Regions from separate parts of the Mus musculus genome. Here region 2 is linked to region 1. A link is a contact called in public promoter capture Hi-C data. All regions are on one chromosome and are shown on one strand. The core of a region is the stretch at or near the end of the contact, and the rest is flanking DNA. Distances in the headings are between cores, read along the strand shown. Region 1 overlaps Chd6 (chromodomain helicase DNA binding protein 6). Region 2 has its middle 13 kb from the start of Tox2.

Evidence for each region. Promoter capture Hi-C pulls out the DNA fragments that hold promoters and counts their contacts.
Region 2: a promoter capture Hi-C map of stem cell-derived epiblast-like cells shows a contact between it and region 1, with 4 times the contacts expected there. The contact joins two enhancer-like sites. A contact is called at or near these places in 2 of 39 promoter capture datasets (hippocampal neurons and stem cell-derived epiblast-like cells) and 1 of 115 datasets of contacts at active chromatin or transcription factors (embryonic forebrain).

The regions. Positions count from the first base shown.
Region 1 is chr2:161,063,579-161,068,449 of GRCm38.p6, forward strand. The region is part of intron 1 of Chd6 (chromodomain helicase DNA binding protein 6); the gene reads right to left. Among named protein-coding and RNA genes, the nearest start is that of Chd6, 43 kb to the right of the region's middle. Within about 2 kb of position 2,678, at least 24 of the 459 cell types and tissues checked have an H3K27ac peak or open chromatin away from gene starts, as enhancers often do. A contact at or near this core is called in stem cell-derived epiblast-like cells, where this site is marked.
Region 2 is chr2:163,187,292-163,191,966 of GRCm38.p6, forward strand. No RefSeq gene overlaps it. Among named protein-coding and RNA genes, the nearest start is that of Tox2, 13 kb to the right of the region's middle. RefSeq lists an enhancer at 1,372-4,245. Within about 2 kb of position 3,295, at least 42 of the 459 cell types and tissues checked have an H3K27ac peak or open chromatin away from gene starts, as enhancers often do. A contact at or near this core is called in stem cell-derived epiblast-like cells, where this site is marked.

The DNA.
Region 1 (4,871 bases), core at 1,428-3,927:
GAAGATCCACCTTTAATCTGGGCCACACCTTCTGCTGAACATGGAAGAAGGAAGCTTCCCTTCTGCCTGCTTGCTCGCTCTCTCACACACACTGGGAGCCTACTTTTACAGGACTCCGTCCTGTGTATACTGAAGACCATGTGAGACATCCAGCCTCATGAACTGAGCAACTACTTGATTCAGAGACCTTCTGTACACAAATATATATAAATCCCATAAACAAATATAAATGAAAGATTCATTCTATAGGTTCTGTTACTTTAAAGAACCCTGACTGTTCAGGGTTAACTGTTCCAGTACACTGAAAAGAACCCTGGGAAAGCCTAAAATCATTACTGTTAGTTCATTTCTGGATGCCCTATAGGTTGCCACCAACCTGCATGCTACCACCCCACAAAATAGCAGCAATTAATAACATCAGTAAGTGCTGAATGGACACTTCAAAACACTGTACAGTTCCTAAACACCTTACAATCTATAAACATCCTCTTTGAAACTACCCCTACTTTTTAAAAGGCTTTCTGATGACAAAACACAAAACACACACACAGAAACCCTGGACCTCATCTTTCTGTAAAGCTGGATGCCGTGCACCAGGAATGGTTTGTGCTTCCGCACACAGAAAAGGTTTTACGGCCTCTGCTGCTGTGTCACCAGAACTCACAAGTTGTGATTAGATCGTGACTCAGTGAAGAACAAATCAAATAGTAATTTCAGAATCTCAACACTTAATTAAACAACATAACTTATACATGTCAGAACACTCATTCAGTCACACAGCACCTCAGTTTAAGAACCTGGATTTCGGTCACAATGAGGACCCAGCACTTAGGACCCCTCAGCTACCTCAGCTTCCCATTCTACCTGTGATCATTAGTGTTGACAACTGTTGGCAGAATTTAGACCACCTGGGAAGTGGGCCTCTGGGCACGCCTGTGAGGAGTGACCTTATTACATTAACTGATGTAGGAAGAGCCATATGAACTGTGGGTGGCTCCATTCCTTGGGCAGGGGACGCTGGACTGCGGAACACAGAGAAAGCGAGCACTGGCCTGTGTTCCCCCTGCTGCTTCCTGATCTGTGGATGATGAGTGACCAGCAGTCTTCAAGCTCCTGCAGCTTTTCCTTCCCTAGATGAAACAGGACGTACACTGAACTGTCAGCCAGAGAAAAAGAGCTAAGACATCGCGTATCTGCCCTTGAGACACAAAGTGGACAAAGTTACTTATATCACACTGGACGTGAAGCAAATTATAGGTGTTATTAAATATCAAGAATTTGAAGTGCCAAAAATCAGAGTTCAAAACCAATGTCTGGGAGTGATTATGGAAGATCCCTTCCAGAGGTTTCACAGATTGTCAAATGGGGACACCTGCCCCAGAGGGGTCAGGAGAATTAAAGAGGATGACAATCTATGGCATCTGTCACACAGTGAATAAAAACTCTATGACAGCTATAAGTGCTGACAACCCTTAAGGTCAGATAAGGTGGCAGCACTCCAGAGGACTAGTCCCTGGGCGTCCACCCCTGACAATGGTGACAGAGAGTCTCCAGGAGGAAGGTGTTTTGAAGCAGGTCAAAGAGAATGATAAAGGGCCAAAGTATAATGACCATGGTAGGGGGTGAACTTTGATAGGAGTTGAAAGATTTTAAAATGAAGAGACTAAGTTTTTTAGCACAAATTTATAACCCTTAGGCATGTAATAAATATGAATGGTGAGAACTACTGGATGGGGGCACTTCTGTTATACAAAGCATTAAATTCAAGCTTAGTGTATGTATTACTTTGCAAACGGCCAGAGGCCAATCACCTCGGCTCCATTTCATTATATTCTAGAGTCTCTGTCTCTTCAGAGTGTCTTTTCTTGTCTAAGAGGAACAGTGCCTCCCCATCCTCAATCTCTCGTCTCACTGTAATCCTGCTCTTGAGGCTTGTTTTTCTCTGTCATTCTGCTTTTGGGTTCTGAGTTTACTACAGCTGTCTTCTGTATACAACACAGGAAAGTTAGCCACTTTATTCATGCTATACTCCTAGGAGCTAGACTCTCATGGGCTTGTAGTGAAATGCTTAGCGAACATTTATTGAATGAGAGGTTCATTTCCCCTAGTTTTAAAAAAAAATCACTAATTTCCCACTTTCTGTAGCTCTTGTTTCAGCAAAGAAGCATGTTCAACTCAAAATAGTAGCAACTGTAACAAACCCTATCTATACACACCACCCAGTCCTCCTCCTTTCATTCGCTTCCTGCTTCAGAATGCTCATCCTACTGTTTTCTTTGGGGTGTGGGGGAAATACTCTTACAAAGAGTGTACACTCTAAACTATGGATTTAACATATGAACATTCACTCATCATTAAACAATGAATCAAATTAATACAAGATGTTAATAGAGAATTTTTGTGGGATAAGAGATAGGGTGTTTGGGAACATTTTATACTATTCTGTACATTAAGAAGGCTAATTTAAAATTTTTATAAATGTTTTTAAAATTTCACAGTATACTTTGATTATATTCTTTGCCCTCCAACTTCATATTTTCTAAGAAAAAGAAAGAAAGAAAAATAGAAAAGAAGAAAGAAAAAGAAAGAAAAGAAAAGGTGGAGCTGTTTTGTGTTGGCCTGTGGGCATGCGGTCTGGAGCGGGGCTGATGTAACCGGCAGTCCACGGAGAAAGTAGACTGTCGCTCTCCTAGCAGCTATCAACTGCACACAGCTTCTCGGGTTAGGAGCGGGGCTCCTAACCACGGGTTTCTTGAAGATTTTTTTTCCAATTCTGATTGAGCTCAGCTTCCCTTTACAGGCTCCTCTCAAATGTCTCGGCTTCCAGGACTTAATCCACTCAACCCCACAAAGTCTCCTGAAAATTCTTTTAAACACCCAAGCTTCTCTACACAATGACCACTGTGCACTTCTAAATCCAAGCCTGCTTCTGATCTTTATGCAGATGTACCCAGCCTAATCCCAGCCGGTCTAGCTAGGGATCACAGGCACCCCTTCAAGTCCTGAGAACTAACCTCAAAAGCACCACCTGTTTGCATGCCTATGCTCCTGTTGGAGAGCAGTGGTCTGCAACCTGCCTCTCAGCCTAAACTCTTTTTGGTCTCCCTTACCTGTAACTGTTTTGTAATTCCTAAATCATGTTGTTCCTCCCCAGCACACTTTGGTTTATTCCCACCCACTTTGGCATCACTTCCTGTCTGAAAGAGCCTCCCTAAGGACCTCTCTATACTCCATGTTGTCTATTGCCCTAACCCTACCATTTACAGAGACAAAGTTTGGAGCTGTGATGAAAGGATGGACCATCTAGAGACTGCCATATCCGGGGATCCACCCCATAATCAGCTTCCAAACGCTGACACCGTTGCATACACTAGCAAGATTTTGCTGAAAGGACCCAGGTAGAGCTGTCTCTTATATGCTGGTGCCTAGCAAACACAGAAGTGAATGCTCACAGTCAGCTATTGGATGGACCACAGGGCCCCCAATGGAGGAGTTAGAGAAAATACCCAAGGAGCTAAAGGGATCTGCAATCCTATAGGTGGAACAACAATATGAACTAACCAGTACCCCCCTGGAGCTCGTGTCTCTAGCTGCATATGAATCAGAAAATGGCCTAGTAGGCCATCAGAGGAAAGAGAGGCCCATTAGTCGTGCAAACTTTATATGCCTCAGTACAGGGGAATGCCAGGGCCAAGAAGTGGGAGTGGGTGGGGGAGCGTGTGGGGGACTTTTGGGATAGCATTGGAAATGTAAATGAAGTAAATACCCAATTAAAAAAAATATTTTCCCTGAAATGCTAACACAATTGTTCTCAACATTCCTTTAATACAGTTCCTCATGTTGTAGTGACCTCCAACCATAAAACTATTTGTGTTGCTACTTTGTAACTAATTTTGCTGGTGATGAATTGAAATGTAAACATCCAATATGCAGGATATCCTTGCAAAAGGGTCATTTGACAGTCCCCAAAAGGTCCTGACCCACAGGTTGAGTATCACTGTGCTAACAAAATCAGATACCTCTTTAGTAGGTACTGTGGGTTTTTGTTTGGACATAATATTTTTATTGGTTATTTGAAAACTTCAAATAATGTACCCTATCACACACTCTTCCCAGTTCTCCCAGGTCCACCACCACCACCACCCACCCCCCCCCCAAAAAAAAAGAGAGAAAGAAGAAAAAAATACCAAGGCCAGTTTATGTTGCCCATATACTCACTATAAGGCATGGTCAAATTCCTAGTGGCCAGCCCCCTTAAAGAAAACTGAGTCCTTCTCCAGCCCTACCCCCACCAGAAGCCACCAACTATGAAGAGCTACACTTCAACATCCCTATCACAATTTTTGAAGAGTTCTATTCAATGGCTTCCTTTCTAGACCATTTCTTTGGGGCTGGGGGATGGAGGTGCAAGGGGAGAGAGAGGTTGTCATACAAGTCTTCTATGTCTCTCATTCTCAACTGCGAGTCTGCAGCCATCACCACCACTGCAAAAGAAGCTTCCTTGTCCTTTTACAGTCAGCAGCAGCAGCACTGACCATGGACTTCACATAGTTTCTGGCTATGGCATGGACCACAGACATCAACCTGACCCAGGCTGCTGCTGGGCCATGGACACCAACATGGCTTCTAGTGGCAGCACAGACCACAGACATCCACATGGCCCCCTAGCCTCAAAACAGGATCAAGGACACCAACATGGCCCTTGTGGTAGCATGGACCACTGAAGTGGAAACTTAAGGGTTCTTTATAAAGTCGGTTACATGTTGTTTCGCTGGGGCAAACACATGAAGGAATGTTTAGCTGATGTGCACACAATTGAAAGACTTAAGGCAGACCGGTGAAGTAATGTTTTGCTCAAGCAGACACAGGAG
Region 2 (4,675 bases), core at 2,045-4,544, 2.1 Mb after region 1:
TTGCTGGCCCTTGCCTGACTTTGAGTCAGTCTGGCTGCTGCCTCCTGGGGAGCTCTGTGCCTCTTGCACCACCCATTCTGTTTTTCCTTTCCTTGGATAGGCCGAGCTCTCTGTAGAGCATCCCCATGTGTGGTTTTCTTTCTCGTTGGCTTTCCTCGAGGCTCTCGCCTTCATTTTGTTCATATGTCTCCTCAGATGCCACAGTTCTAACCCTTCTCCCCCGCCCCCACAGGCACCAGTCCCTCTGTGACCCTCCTCTACATCCCTCTTCCTCTTAGCGCTGGCCATCTCCCGAGAGTGCAGTTTCTAGAGCCCACACATCATGTTACTTCTTATTCTTGACTTCTCTTGGTATTCCCGCCACAAGAGCAGCTTCATGAAGGCAGAAACCCTTCTGTTCACTCTCTCCCCAGTGCTCTGTGATCCAAAACAGTCTGTTAGATGAATGGACGGACACGTGCTCCTTTGGAACGCCCCGTTCTCCATATGGCAGAGGAGGGACAGGCTCTCTTGCCAGTCCCTCGCTTCTTTCCCCAGTGCTTCCCTGAAGGCTTCCCGACTCTGACGGTTGGATGCACATGCTCTCCCTTCACCTCAGTGCCTTGTTACTTCCGGCTCAGTTGAACATTCTACATTGGCTTTATTCATTTTTAATATTAGTTTTTCACAGTTAAAAAAAACCTGAGTAATTATAATTTCTTCTCTAATCTCATGTTTCCTAGGTTTCACATTAATTTTTTTTTTAAATTTGGGGCTTAAACTGTTCTTTCAGAAAATAGTTTTTGTCAGATGATGATGATGATGACTGTGTCTGTGTGTGTATGAGAGAGAAAGAGAGGGAGAGGGAGAGAGGGAGAGAGAGAGAGAGAGAGAGAGAGAGAGGGAGAGAGGGAGGGAGAGAGGGAGGGAGGGGGAGAGAGGGAGAGAGAGAGGGAGGGAGGGGGAGAGGGAGAGAGAGAGGGAGGGAGGGAGAGAGGGAGAGAGGGAGGGAGGGGGAGAGGGAGGGAGGGGGAGAGGGAGAGAGGGAGGGAGGGAGGGAGGGAGAGAGAGAGATGTTGACATATCACACAGAATCCCAAGGTAAAGGATGGGAGGATTATTGGTCAGGGGCAGGCAATATTATTAATATTACTATTTCCTTAGTACTTGCTAAGGTAGCCAAGCAGAGATTTCAGAGAGGAAGCAGAGCAGAGACTACAGACCTTACAGAATGGTGTGGTTTGAGTGTGCCTTCCAAATGTCACCTGTGGGGGACCTAATCCCTAAATCTACTTACTAGTGTCATTTAAGGGGGTGGGGGGGGCTGAGGGAAATAAGTAGAGTTAGCAGAGGCCATGATAGACTTAGCAAAGGAGCAGACACCCGGGCTAGCCCGTGGACACAGTGAGAAACTCTGATACCACAGCATCTCTCAGATGCCCAGCTCCAGAACCATAAGAGAGAAATCTTTGTTTTTCTAAAGTGTTCTACACAGTATTCTAGTTTCCCTGCTGCTGCGGTAGTAAGACATTCTGGCCAAAAGCAGCTAAGTGAGAAAAGGCTTTATTTGGCGTTTACTTCCGGGTCACAGTCTATATCATCAAGGGACATCAGGCATGACCCAAGTTCATTCCCTGGGACCCATATGGGAGAAGGAGAGAGCAGTCACCTGCAAGTTGACCGCTGACCTCCACAATGCTCTGTGGCATCCACTCCCCCAGTAAATAAATGCAAGAAAAAGAATTTAAACCTGAAATGTTCCTGTCACAGAGACCACCAAAAGAGTGACCACAGAAACCAGAGAGTCAGATCAGCAGATACAGCGCTTCCTAGGCAAGCATGAGACCCGAGGTAGGATCCTTAGCAGCAATGTACAAATACAGGGCATGTTTGACACCTCAGTGCTAAGGGTGGAGAGTAAGGACAGGCAGACCCCTGGCACGCACTGCTTAGCCCAGCTAGCTGTTACAGGCAGCAAGTTCCAGATTCAGTGAGAGAAAATAAGATGATGAAAGCAACAGAGGAAGCTGGCCTCTGGCCTCGCGCATACGTGTATGGGCACACATATGTATTTATATTCCACACATAAATGCACACACCACACACAAATACAGTTAAAAAAACAAAGTGGAGGTATATAGGGTGGGAGAAAATATATCTGACGAGAGACTTATAAGTAGAATATACAGCGAGGCCCCCACTTCAACTCCATGCAAAGGATATTAAGATTCATTTTTACCGTGGATGTAGATATTGGTAGAGGTTTACAGAGGGTGGAGATATCAGCCCCCTGTCCTCCCCGCCATTTTTCACGTCTGCTCAGAGCTCAGATTTCACCCTCTCCACTCCAGGTTTCTGCCCCTGCTTTCTCCTTTCCCATCTGGTCTGAGACTGTGTGCTCAGGGGTGTGGCTGTGCAGGTGAACAGGTGGAAACTGCTATGGGGCAGGTCGGTGCTGGAGGATGTGTTGATTGACATGCAGGGCTCACCACGCTACATGAGAGTGTATAGGACCAAGAGTGAGAATTTAGGAAGTGTCCCCGCAGCAGCTGGGCTCCTGTCTGTCTTCCACAGCAGTCCCTGTGAATCTCAACAACAAAACAGCTTCCTCCCCCACCTCCCCGCTCCCCACCCCCATCCACCGAATCAAATCCAAGAGCCTGGCTTTACATTTTCAAGTATCTGGGCAATTCCACTGTGACCCAAAACAAGAATCTCTGGGCTGTCTTTTATGATGCCCCAGTTAACAGTTTTTCCTCTTCACACTTTTCTAGCACTGCAGCCTAGGGCAAGTCAGAACCGAGGCAAGCCTCATGAACTTCGTAGGTTCTTATGCTAACAGTCACAAAGACCTCACAGCCAGAGAAGACACAAGTGTCCCATAATTAGAGGCCGGGGGTCTGTTCCTGGGGCTCACTTGTTCTATAACAATGGCCTTGCTCAGCCCTGGACCACCAGGCCTACCCAGCTCAGCCCCTCCACATTCCAATCTCCTGAGAGAAGACTCCAGTCCTCACAGCTTTAACCCTCTCCTGACAAAACCCCAAAGGCCAGTGCTGAGGTTGGGGAGCCAGAAGGAAATGGGAACAGACTCCAGGAGTGAGTGGCTGTTTGGGGCAGCCTGCACTTTGCACTTAAGCTATTTAATTTGTTAGGATCTGACAAGACATAACTTATGAGCAGGGGTACAGCCACCCCCCTGGGGACCCTGGGTGGGCCAGAGTTTGAGGGGCACTGAACGATCCTTACTTCCTTCGGATAGAGTTGGCTACAAGGACAAAGGCTTCCTCCTGAACGTATCTGTCACTCAGCCCATCACAGTAGATTTCTGCCTGGGTGAGTGACCCAGTACCAGGAGGCAGTATGTGACTGTGACAAGAACTCACAGGGCACTCTAAAGCCCATGTCAGATCTTGGCTAAACTCTGCCCCTGCCCCGTCCCTCCTCACACCCCACCCCCATCCCTCCAGTTCTAAATCTTAATGGCGGCTTCTCCAGTGGTAACTGAGTTCTTAATATTTCCAGAGTATTTTGAAGATACTTGGAGACCTTCTCCTGCTCTCACACTCCATGGCTTCTCTGGCCCCTCTAACCTGCCCCACTGATCTCTTGATAGTAGCACCCAAGTGATGTCCCTGGACAGGCCACCAGCCTGCTACAGCCAAGTGCTACTTTAGCAGAGCCCTTCCCCGAGTGTCCTGCCTTCTCCATCTTGACCCACGCCATTCCCTGCTTCTTCCCCTCTGCAGTTTTCATTAGCACTTGTAATCTTGTTCACCGGGTACAAGTTTAAGTAAGGCGTGGTTTCTATTTTGCTAGTGCCTGGCCTTCTGTTTAAAATGGTGCTGAATATGTTATAAACGCTCTCCCCTGCCCCCCCCTCTATACACACACACACACACACATATACATATATATATCATACATGTATAAGCACACACACATATACATACATATTCACACACACTCTTGCACACCACATGTGTACATACACTCACACAAGTATTCATACACACTCACACATGAGCACACACACACACACACACACACACACACTAATGCACACACGTGCCCGTACATGAACTCATGCACACACACACATACTCATACACTCACACACTGCTGAATGAGTGAATGGATCTTGCCAACGTCTGACCACTATTTTCTTCATTTTGCAGACATGAAAGTGGAGGCTCAGAGACACCTTCCCCGGGTCAGAACTTAAGTGCTGGTTGAAGGTAGGTGTTGAACCCAGGACTGAACTGCTCCCGGAGTCACTTGGCCAAGGGCAGGAGAGGCCACTCTCCGAAGTCTCGCAACTTCCTGCTAAGTGTTGCTGCTGCATTGCTGTTTCACACAGTCAATGGACCAACATGGAGACTTTACTTTTCAACTGTGTTTTTGCTTGTTTGTTTTTGTTTTAGTGAAACAGGGTCTTACTACACTACTCAAGCTCCTTAAATTCCTGAGCTCAAGTGATCCATCCTCCTGTCGCAGGCTCCTGAATAACTGCAGGTGTGCTCAACCATACCTGATTTTAAGGCCAGAGGTCAACTTAACCAATGTCTCCAGAAGTCAGAGGAGGAAACAGGGCAATCGGTGCAGAAGGAATGGCCTGGGGTGGGGGAGAGGAAGGGGGAGGGAGGGAGGGAGGGAGAGAGAGTGTGTGGTATCCTGAGGGTCAAGAATTCTTCCA